Linked DNA regions of Rattus norvegicus: region 2 is linked to region 1. A link is a contact called in public HiChIP or PLAC-seq data. All regions are on one chromosome and are shown on one strand. Each heading gives the region's core, a stretch centred on a gene start, on an enhancer-like site or on the middle of the called end of the contact. The rest is flanking DNA. Distances are from core to core; before and after follow the strand shown. Region 1 holds the start of Puf60 (poly-U binding splicing factor 60). Region 2 holds the start of Sharpin (SHANK-associated RH domain interactor).

Region 1 (4,854 bases), core at 6-2,505:
TACCCAAAAATGAGGTATCCGCTCTCTACCAGTGCTGTTCAAAGTATTTTATATTCTGCCCTCCCCCTTCTTCTATCATCTGACAGTCACCTAAGAGCAGCCATCAAGCTCTCAACTCTCTGGTTGTCTTTACACGAAGACCATTTACACCTGTAGCTTCAAGAATCGGAGTGTTATTTTTTTTTCTTTTTTCTTTTTTTCGGAGCTGGGGACCGAACCCAGGGCCTTGCCTTTGCTAGGCAAGCGCTCTACCACTGAGCTAAATCCCCAACCCCGGAGTGTTATTTTTCAAAAGGTAGCCTTGATGTGAGTGGTACACACTAGATCTATCCCTCGCAGGCTGGAGCAAGTGCCCCTCTCCCAATATGAAGGTGCAGTCCCCAGCTAAGGCTGAGGAATGACAGCCTGTCTACACTACTTGACCCTACCGTAGTCTGACCTGTAGGCATCTGCTTAAGTAGTCTCAGACCTCTGAATGAGGGTGGCAGCTAATAAAAGACTGGACTGCAATGGGGGTCCAAGAGATAAGTAGTTCCTAAAGCAAGTGGGGAGGAAGACTTGTGGTAGTCACTCTTGGTACATTCCTGACTGACCAGGGAAAACGCTGAGCAGGGCTGAACAAAACAAGGGGTGAGCAGTGTCTTATGATGCCCACCAGACCAGTGACGGAGGTAGGCACTGACGGGGGTTCTCCAACAGAGCCAGGGACAGAAAGACTGTCTGAAAGGTGTGGAGGATGTTTTCCCCCTCCTGAGTGGTAATAGAATGGGAAACCCGTTTCTCTGTGCACCATGGCGTAGAGCAAGTGCCAGTGGGCCCGCCCCTTCCGCGTCCCCAATAAGGGGCGCAGTCGCGCAGGTCTGGAGCAGGCGCCAGGGCTCCCAGACGCCTAGACAACTGTCGCCCAGCCTCAGCAAAAAGAGGACCGCCCCGCCGGAATCCAGCTGGGCAGCCCGCGGCCGGCCCACCCCGCCCAGCTGCCGGAAACTGAAGTCCTCGAGCCGGAAGCTGCAGCCAAGCCACAGCCGCGCGCTCCCGCTCCGCCTCCGCCCCGCGTGCCGGTGACCACCAGAAAGCCCGTATGAGGCCGGGTCAAGCCAATGCGCACCCAGGGGCCCCTCCGCACCCTGTTCCGGCCTACGACTCACTCCTACCAGTTGACGGCCGCTCCCGGCCGCGAGGGATTCACTTACGAGAGCTATAGTTGCCGTCGCCATCTTGCGTCCGTCGCGGCCGCCGCGCGCGCCACAAGCATCAGCTCCCTCCGCAGTCTCGCGCGATCTGGGCGCCGGACGCGGAATTCTCGCGATACACGACCTAGCTACGTGAGTGGAGACCGGAACGTATTTCCGGGGCGGAGCAGGCATTTAATGTTCCGGAGGAGAACGGATCGGCCGGGGTAGTGAAGTGGAGACCCGGAGAGCCCTCCCGCGTTTGGGGGAACGGGGAGGGGGGGCGTGGTCAGCATTTTTAAATCAGTTCCGTCTGCCTATTTTACTAGCACCCTATTCCATTTAAGTTCATTCACTGAGAGCGAGAAAGAGGCCGATTTCTTCTTTTCGTAGACAGCTGAGGCAGAAGACAAAAAGATTGATGCATCCATCGCCTTTGCATTATCCATCTAAAGTCAAGAGTCCTCATTTATTTTGAAATATGACCTGTCCTAGTGAGAAAGTAGCCTTTTAGAGCGTTTGACTTGCAGATAGACCCAAAAGATGGTTCCCCAGCCAGTCCTGCGGACATAAATGTGCACGTTAGTCCCCGAGTCCTGAGCTATGAATAAATCTATTTTCATCTGTGCTGCGAGGAGTTGCTCTGACGTTTACCTTGAGCTTCACTCAGTACCAAGATCCTAAGGCTGCCTGCAAGACACCAACCACATCTGTAAGCTCAAGCACCCTCAAGCTAAGCCATTCTGTTTTTCAACCCTGTGTTTTTCAGAATTTTATATATAGAGATCTCTAGCAAAATATGGCAGGATACTTCCCTCCCCTTCTGAACCACATTTAAACAGGCAAGACCTCTATTGAAAGCCTAAGTGGGCAGAGAAGTGGAATGTTGGGGAACCAGAGGAGGGCCTTAGCAGACTGGTTTGTGATGTTTGTGTCTAGAATTCTCTGAAAAAAGTAAAGATAGGGAAAAAAATGTAGGTGCCTCCAGACTTCTATCCCTGCTACATGGTGCTAGTAGGTCTGGCTCTGCCAACAGTGGCTGGACATAACCTCCACTCTGGGAAAAAAGCATTGAGACCCAGCTTAGCGTCTCACTCTTAAGCACAAGAGCATGAGGAAATATGACACAGAAGAAACCAAGGCAATAAAGGAAATGGAAGAATAAGACTAGAAACCGAGAAAGCAATACCATCAAAGATACCCAAAGTTGTTGCAGCCCCAAAACAAGAAGATAAAGACCATGAACGTAGATTTCTTCCCAATTAAAAAAAGAAAAAACAGCCAGGTGCTGGTGGCATACTCCATTAATTCCAGCACTCAGGAGGCAGAAGCAGATCTCTTGAGTTTGAGGCCAGCCTGGTCTACACAGTTCAGGACAGCCAGGGCTACACAGAGAAACTCTTGTTTCAAAAATCAACCCCTCACCCCAAAACAAAAAAAAAAAAAATCTGCAAATGAGCAATTCAATAGGTTGTAAAATAAAGTTGAGCTGGGTGTGATGGCACCTTTGATCCCAGAACTCCAGAGGCAGGGGCAAGGAGGATCTCTGTGAGTTGGAGACCAGCCTGGTCTACCATTCCAAGTAGTTCAAAGCAACTTCCAAGACAGCCAGAACTACGTAGAGAGATTCTTTCTCAAAATAAAACTAAATACAAAAAATCCCATAAAGTTGAAAGTTGCAAGAAAACAAACTATAATAATCACATTGGTCAATAGTCAAGACTTAGAATGAGATGGGCCCACTAGAGCCTCTGCAGACAGACAGACAGACAGACAGACAGACAGACAGACAGACAGACACACACACACACACACACACACACACACACACTGGAAGATGTTGAGTGGGCTGGGTCTCACCACCACCACCAGGGGGAACCCCAGGCACCACCCTCTGATAGTGATGGACCTAGATTTTCAGAAAAATCTTTGGCAAGCCAATAAAAAACTTTCAAACTCTCTGAGATGTTAAATCTGTCTTCTCTGGGGCTGGGGATTTAGCTCAGTGGTAGAGCGCTTACCTAGGAAGCGCAAGGCCCTGGGTTCGGTCCCCAGCTCCGAAAAAAAGAACCAAAAAAAAAAAAAAAAATCTGTCTTCTCTGGAAGAACAGCCAGAGGCCATACTGCATGGTGTGACAGTATTTGGCTGCTTTCGATATCTTGTAAGTCAAGAATGAAGAGTCAATGATTTTTTAGCAAAAACCTGGTCTACCTTTCCACTTAGTTCCAAGCAAATTCCAAGACAGTCACGACTAGATAGAGAAATCCTGTCTCAGAAAAACAAAAAAACTGGTCAGGCTGGCCTTAAACTTGGAGATCTACCTGTCTCTGCCTCCAGAGTGATAGTGTTTACCACCACAGTGTGGACCAGGTTCTTGGAATCCTGCTCATGTAAGATACCAGAACCCTAGGAATTCAGAATTGTTTTTGGAAATAAGTTTTGTCTCCCTGCTCTACCAGAGGCCACACCTGCCAACAGAAGTCCGGATGAGCGCCTAGGACACTTGTCATCAGAGACACCTACCTCTACCAGCAGCCGATGGAACAGATGCGGAGGCCCACAGTCAAACATTAGGTGGAGAGAGAGCCCAAATTGGAGATTTATACCTACAGACTCAGCTAAGCAGGGCTCATAGGGCCTATGCTAGGCCCCCTGCGTATATGTTATGGTTGTTAGCATGGTGTTTTATGGGACTCCTAAGAGTGGGGATGGGGCTATCTCTCTTTTGCCTGCTCTTGGGACCTTTTTTTTTTTTTTTTTTTTTTTTAACCTCCTGGGTTGCCTCGTCCAGCCCAGACATGAGGGTGTGTGCCTGACTGTCATAGCTAGTTATGCTGTGTTGGGCTGATATCCCTGGGAGGCCTGCTCTTTTATAAAAGAAAACAGGAGAGTGGATGTGATGGGGGAAGGGAGGCTGGGAGGGATGGAAGAGGAAACTGTGATTGGAACATATTGGAAACAAAATTAAATTAGAAAAAAGTCTTCACTGTGCCCTTGAGCCCCCTCATGAGCGGCTCCTGCATTAGTGTGGTTACCCATAACCATCTGATAAATAAATGTAAAACAAGAGAAAACACAAATCCAACATCTCAATAATTTATCCAAGAAATGGAGAGAAATCAATAAACAATTCAAGAAAATGTCATCCCCCCTTTTTTTAACTGTAGCAGGTCATAGATAATTTCCAAAACACTAGGCAAAGAAAAGATGAGGAGAAACAGAAGAGCTCTTACACAAAAGGTCAGAATCCAGAAGCCTGGCAATTCCAGGAACTAGAAGAATGTAACATGACACCCTTAAGTCCCGAGGAGAGAGGGTTTTCAGCTAAACAAATGTCTTGTACCTCCTTACATTTTCAAACGCCTAAGATTCCAATAAGGATAAACAGGTCAATTCCATAATTTCCCATCCGCTTTTCTGTTCCTTTTCCTGTGGGGTAAATGAAGAGGAATGCACAGGAGCCAGAGAGAAGAGAGAGGCATGCAGATCCTGGTGCAGGGCAACGCACACCAAGAACCGAACCACAACACAAGAACAAGCAGCAGGCTCGGTCACTGTGCTGGGTCCTAAATACTGAGAGGAGCCCAAAGACAATGGCAAACACATAACAGAGGAGCAGAGCTGGGGAGTGGCTCGGCAGTTAAGGGGGCTTGCCACCAAGCCTGATAATCTGGGTTAAAT
Region 2 (4,893 bases), core at 1,642-4,141, 280 kb after region 1:
AGTCACAGAAGAACATGGTGGAGAAGTGGGGCACATGGCTGGGGTTGGGACTGGGGCTGTGCTGTCATTGCCTAAGAGGGAAGATGTGGATTAGACTAGTGGTCTCCAACCTCAGGTTTTTAGGATCTTTGCCTTCTCTGCCTCATTCTACTATCTTTAGGCCATAATTCAAGCTAAATCTTCCTCTCCTAGCCTTGGCCCTCAAAACAAAAACAACTCTCAATTGGAGAGAGATGGAACTGTTTTTGTGTAGCCTGGGTGTTCTGGAACTCACTCTGTAGACCAGGCTAGCCTCGAACTCAGAGATCGGCCTGCCTCTGCCTCCTGAAGTTGCTGGGATTAAAAGTGTGCACCACCACTGCCTGGCTTAAAGTGCTTTCTATACAGACATAGACCTGAGAGTTCAAATCCCCCCAAACCATATAAAACCAAGCATGAAAGTGTAGATCTGTAATCCCAGTGTTAGTATGGTGAGATAGGGGTTAAGGCAAGCTCAGAAATGTGGGGATTCAGGAAACTACCCTGGCTTATAAAAAGGCTAAAACAGTAGAAACTCTCCAACAAGGTGGAAAGTGAGGACTGACACTCAAGGTTGCCGTCCCAAGATTGCCCTCTGACTTCTATATATGCTATGCACATGTATGCCTCTATACAAATACATACACACCACAGACACCCACACAGAGGAAAAAGAAAAAAGTAGTGCCCAGTTGGATGGTACACATCTACAACACCACACTCTGGGTGCATGGGTAAGAGGATCACTGACAGTTCAAAGCCAACTTGGGCTACATAGTGAATTTGAGATCAGCCTGGAATTCACATTAAGACCTTGCCAGAAAAAACACTATTAAGGGCTGGATACACATCTGGCAAATGAATGACAAGAGAACTTTTCAATGCTAAGTTACCCTGGTCTCATGTCAGTCTCAGGTCTTCCTCAGATATCTGTAGGCATTCCTACCTACCGCTTCCCAGGGAACTGTCTACATCAGTGGTTCTCAACCTGTGGATTTCAACCCTTTTGGGAGTCGAATGACCCTTTCAGAGGGGTCACCTAAGTCCATTGGAAAATATTTACATTATAATTCATAACAGCAAAATTACAGTTATGAAAGTAGCAATGAAGATAAATTTATGGCTGGGGGCATCACATAATATAAAGAACAGTATTAAAGAGTTGAAGCATTAGGAAGCTGGAGAACTGCTAGTCTACATACAAGGCCTTCTCTGTACTTCTCTGGTGACCTTGGGTGACCTCTCCGACTCCCAGTCTTTACCTGTCCAGAGTCCCTGCCATGCCCGTGCTTTTCCAAGCAGGCACAGTGTAAAAGCCTCATACTAAGTGGTTCTTCTCACTGAGTCTGAATCGCTAATGCTTCCACAAAACCTACCTAATTCCAACTCCTGAGACCCTCTGGTCTTCTTTGTAGCCTTGTTTATACCACTCCACATAATTGCAGAATCTCTATCTTTACCTTTTTTCAGGTCTCTGTTATTTTCCCACTGAACACAACCCATTGTTCTTAAACTCCGTCCTGCAGCAATACTGGCTCCTCCTTTTCTGGTACTCCAGATGTCAGCTCTTTTTTTTTTTTTAAATATTTTATTTATTTATAATATATTATGATTACACTGTCGCTATCTTCAGACACACCAGAAGAGGGCATCAGACTCATTTCAGATGGTTGTGAGCCACCATGTGGTTGCTGGGATTTGAACTCAGGACTTTGGGAAGAGCAGTCGGTGCTCTTAACCACTGAGCCATCTCTCCATCCCCAGATGTCAGCTCTTAAACCTTTTATTTCTCCACTTTCTTCCTCTTGGAAGCCTTCCTAAACGCCCAGCCTTTCCCATCACTACCCGCAACCATGACTAGGAGGCCCAGACTTATTTAAAAAGCATTTATTCCACAACACTGACCATTTTGTCCTTCTGCGGTGGCATCTCGCACCAGTGCTGCCCACTGCTGTGCTTCCTCAGAGTTGAGGAAGTGCACACTGAAGGTTCCAGGACCTCCAGGTGGAGGCTGCAGCTCGTGTTGGTTAGGACCACGAATGGTATAGCAAATAGACTCCAAGGGCCATTCTAAACTGACCTGAACAGGGAAAGAGTACTCGGTCAGTGGTTCCTCTCCATTACTCCCACGAACATGAAAGGAAAAGAAAATAGACAATTGTTACGGTCCTAAACTTTTCTTGCCTGTTATCTTACCAATTCCTCACAAGGTTTGTAAATCAGGTATCAGCATTCCCACTTTTACAGGCAATCAAAGAGAAATAACTGCGTAAGTACTGTCATCAAGGTAATCGTGAGAAAGTTGATTCCAGCATCCAGGCCCACACTCACCGCCCCTGGCTCAATGCCTAACAGTCCCAGCCGGAAGCGTCCAGGCCGCTCAGGGTCGGCTTTCAACTGCAGCTTTCGCAGCTGCGCTTCGTCTTCATGTCCGGCGCCCAGGAGTCTCACCGCGGCTTGCACTGCCAGGAGCACCACAGGTGAAGCAGGGTCTGCAGCCGCTGCCGCACCGCCGGCGGGCGGCGACATTTCTGGTCCGGCGGAGTCCTGACTCTCCGAGAGCGCTTCCGTGATACAGAACTGTCGAGTACTTCCGCCGACAGAAACTTGGACTGTGAGGCTAGGTTCCGGATGTGGCAGAGCGTGGAGAACAAGAAGGACACAGTGCTGCGCACTACCAGAGCCTGATAGCTCATTAAGGGATAGAGATGGTCCAAGGATCTCCAGGTACAGTCCGTCCACGCTAGTCACGTTTCTGCAGGACCTGGGGACAGTGTCACAGACCGATCACCGTTCACAAAAAGGAGGCAAGGATGGACTTTTCTTAAAAGTTCGAACGAACGATAGCTGCTGCCCGACATAAGCCAAAACCAGTTACCGAAGCGAGCCAGGCGTCAATACACACAAACACAGTAGACGTACTTCGAAACTGTGCACCACTCTGGAAAGAGGGTTGACTCCTGGGGGCGGGGCAGGTATGTCTCTAACCAATGAACACTAAGAGGGGAGGCGGGTTCGTAAGCAAAGGCGAGACAGACAAGCTACACAACCAGTAGAAGTGGAAGGTAAGGCTGAGTGGCGGAAGACTCTTCCAATAAGGTTTCTCATAGTCTGGACCCTGTGGTTGGAGTGGACCATTCAGAGGAGTGGGGTTGGACCCGTCGGACGCTTGTTGTTGTCGGGCCGGGGGAGGCGGAGGTCGCTGTTTCGTTCTCTGGCTGGTGCGATCTCGGCGGTCCGCGGCAGGTCGGTCGCGAAAGCGGACGCTGCAGGGGGGCGAGGCTATGTCGCGGCTGCAGCCCGTATGGGCCGGCAGGGCCTGGAGTAACGGGACGTCGCCGCGAAGCTTCTTCCCCCGGATACAGTGCGGCCCTAGTGGAGGCCGCGGCGCCGCCCTCCAGTCCTGAAGAACCCGCGCTGCGCAGAGCCCGCGCCGCCGTCACCTCGGCACCGACACTAAGCAACCCAGCTAGCTTGGCTTGATCTAGCCCATTTTTGGCAGGTGGGTGTCCTCCTTGTGCTCCAAGCGGTCCGGGCTTGCGGGAACCACAGTCCCCGGCGGGCCTCGCGCTGCTGCAGTGCCTCATGGGACTTGTAGTTCCAACGCTGCCTGGGGCTGGAACCGCTCTCTTGATGCACTGCCTCCTGGGGCTTGTAGTTTCCCGTTATGAATCTGTTAGCTGTAGGCTTACAGGGCAACAATGCCAGGAGACTGCTGGCCTGAGCTAGCAGAAGCAGTGTATCCGTCTGTCCTACACACTTCGACGTACGAAGTACGAATTAGGCATACTTGCAAATAGAACTGAAGAAATCATGGGTTTCCGCCTCTTGCCAGGAAGCAGCGAAGCAACCCATAGAACCGAGGAAGAGCGTCCATACAGGTGACCCTCAAGGCTCGAAACCCCAGATTCCCGGTTCCAAACCGGATGGCAGATTCTTATCCTGATTGAGGACCTTACAACAGTCAGAGGGTGCCTGCAGAATGCCGATGGGGGTAGGAATGTCGAGAGTGGGTGGGCCCCCTGGCCCCAGTACTCATACGTGTAGGCGGATTTGGGATTGAGCTAGAACCTGGACATGCCATCCTTAGGTAACAGGATCATCTCCCTATCAGCCAACGCTGAGTTCTCAGGGTCAGGTAAGGTGAGGAAGAGGAGCTACATGATGGACTCAATGTTAGATGGAGCTGCGAACAATATTCTGCTAGTGGGTGGAAAGGCTGAAAGCAGCCCTTTGGAGCTAGGTAGCCATACCTGGCTTCCCACATTCCCAGGTAGCGCTGCACTAGTCCCACTGGCACAAGAAGCTCCCTTCCCAAAGGACATGAAGCTATTGGAGAACTCCAGCTTTGAGGCCATCAACTCACAGTTGACAGTGGAGACTGGAGATGCCCATATTATTGGCAGGTGAGGCCGGCGGCTCTGGGGATGTCTCTGAGGTTACTGTTTGGTCCCTGAGTTAAAGCATCCGGGTGGGTTAGCATGTTTCATGGCCCTGCCTGCGTCTTTTAGGATCGAAAGCTATTCCTGTAAGATGGCAGGCGACGATAAGCATATGTTTAAGCAGTTCTGCCAGGAGGGCCAGCCCCATGTGCTGGAGGCACTGTCCCCGCCCCAGACCTCAGGCCTCAGTCCCAGCAGGTAAGCTGAGGTGGAGACTGCCTTCTGGGGTGTGTGGGACGGTGGGCAAAGCTGACATTTATCTCTGTTCAGACTGAGCAAGAGCCAGGGTGGTGAGGATGAAAGTCCTCTAAGTGACAAGTGCAGTCGTAAGACCCTCTTCTATCTGATTGCCACCCTCAACGAGTCCTTCCGGCCAGACTATGACTTCAGCACAGCCAGAAGTCACGAATTCAGCCGGGAGCCAAGCCTCCGC

The links. HiChIP or PLAC-seq counts read pairs in DNA pulled down with a chosen protein or histone mark.
Region 2: a contact with region 1 is called in an H3K27ac HiChIP or PLAC-seq map of oligodendrocytes, with 8 times the contacts expected there. The contact joins the promoter of Sharpin here to the promoter of Puf60 in region 1. A contact is called at or near these places in 2 of 12 Hi-C or Micro-C datasets (kidney and mammary epithelial cells) and 1 of 1 datasets of contacts at active chromatin or transcription factors (oligodendrocytes).

What each region holds. Positions count from the first base shown.
Region 1 is chr7:109,673,159-109,678,012 of GRCr8, forward strand. Puf60 (poly-U binding splicing factor 60) reads right to left here and starts at 1,256. Exons shown (of 11, transcript NM_001399392.1): 1 at 1,194-1,256. The coding sequence starts at 1,217. LOC102548315 (a long non-coding RNA gene) reads left to right here. Exons shown (of 3, transcript XR_005487508.2): 3 at 1-4,854.
Region 2 is chr7:109,952,661-109,957,553 of GRCr8, forward strand. Sharpin (SHANK-associated RH domain interactor) reads right to left here and starts at 2,892. Exons shown (of 9, transcript NM_031153.2): 1 at 2,350-2,892; 2 at 1,924-2,098; 3 at 1-71. The coding sequence starts at 2,547. It overlaps Maf1 (MAF1 homolog, negative regulator of RNA polymerase III), which reads left to right and starts at 3,216. Exons shown (of 8, transcript NM_001014085.1): 1 at 3,216-3,520; 2 at 4,292-4,424; 3 at 4,530-4,658; 4 at 4,731-4,893. The coding sequence starts at 4,342.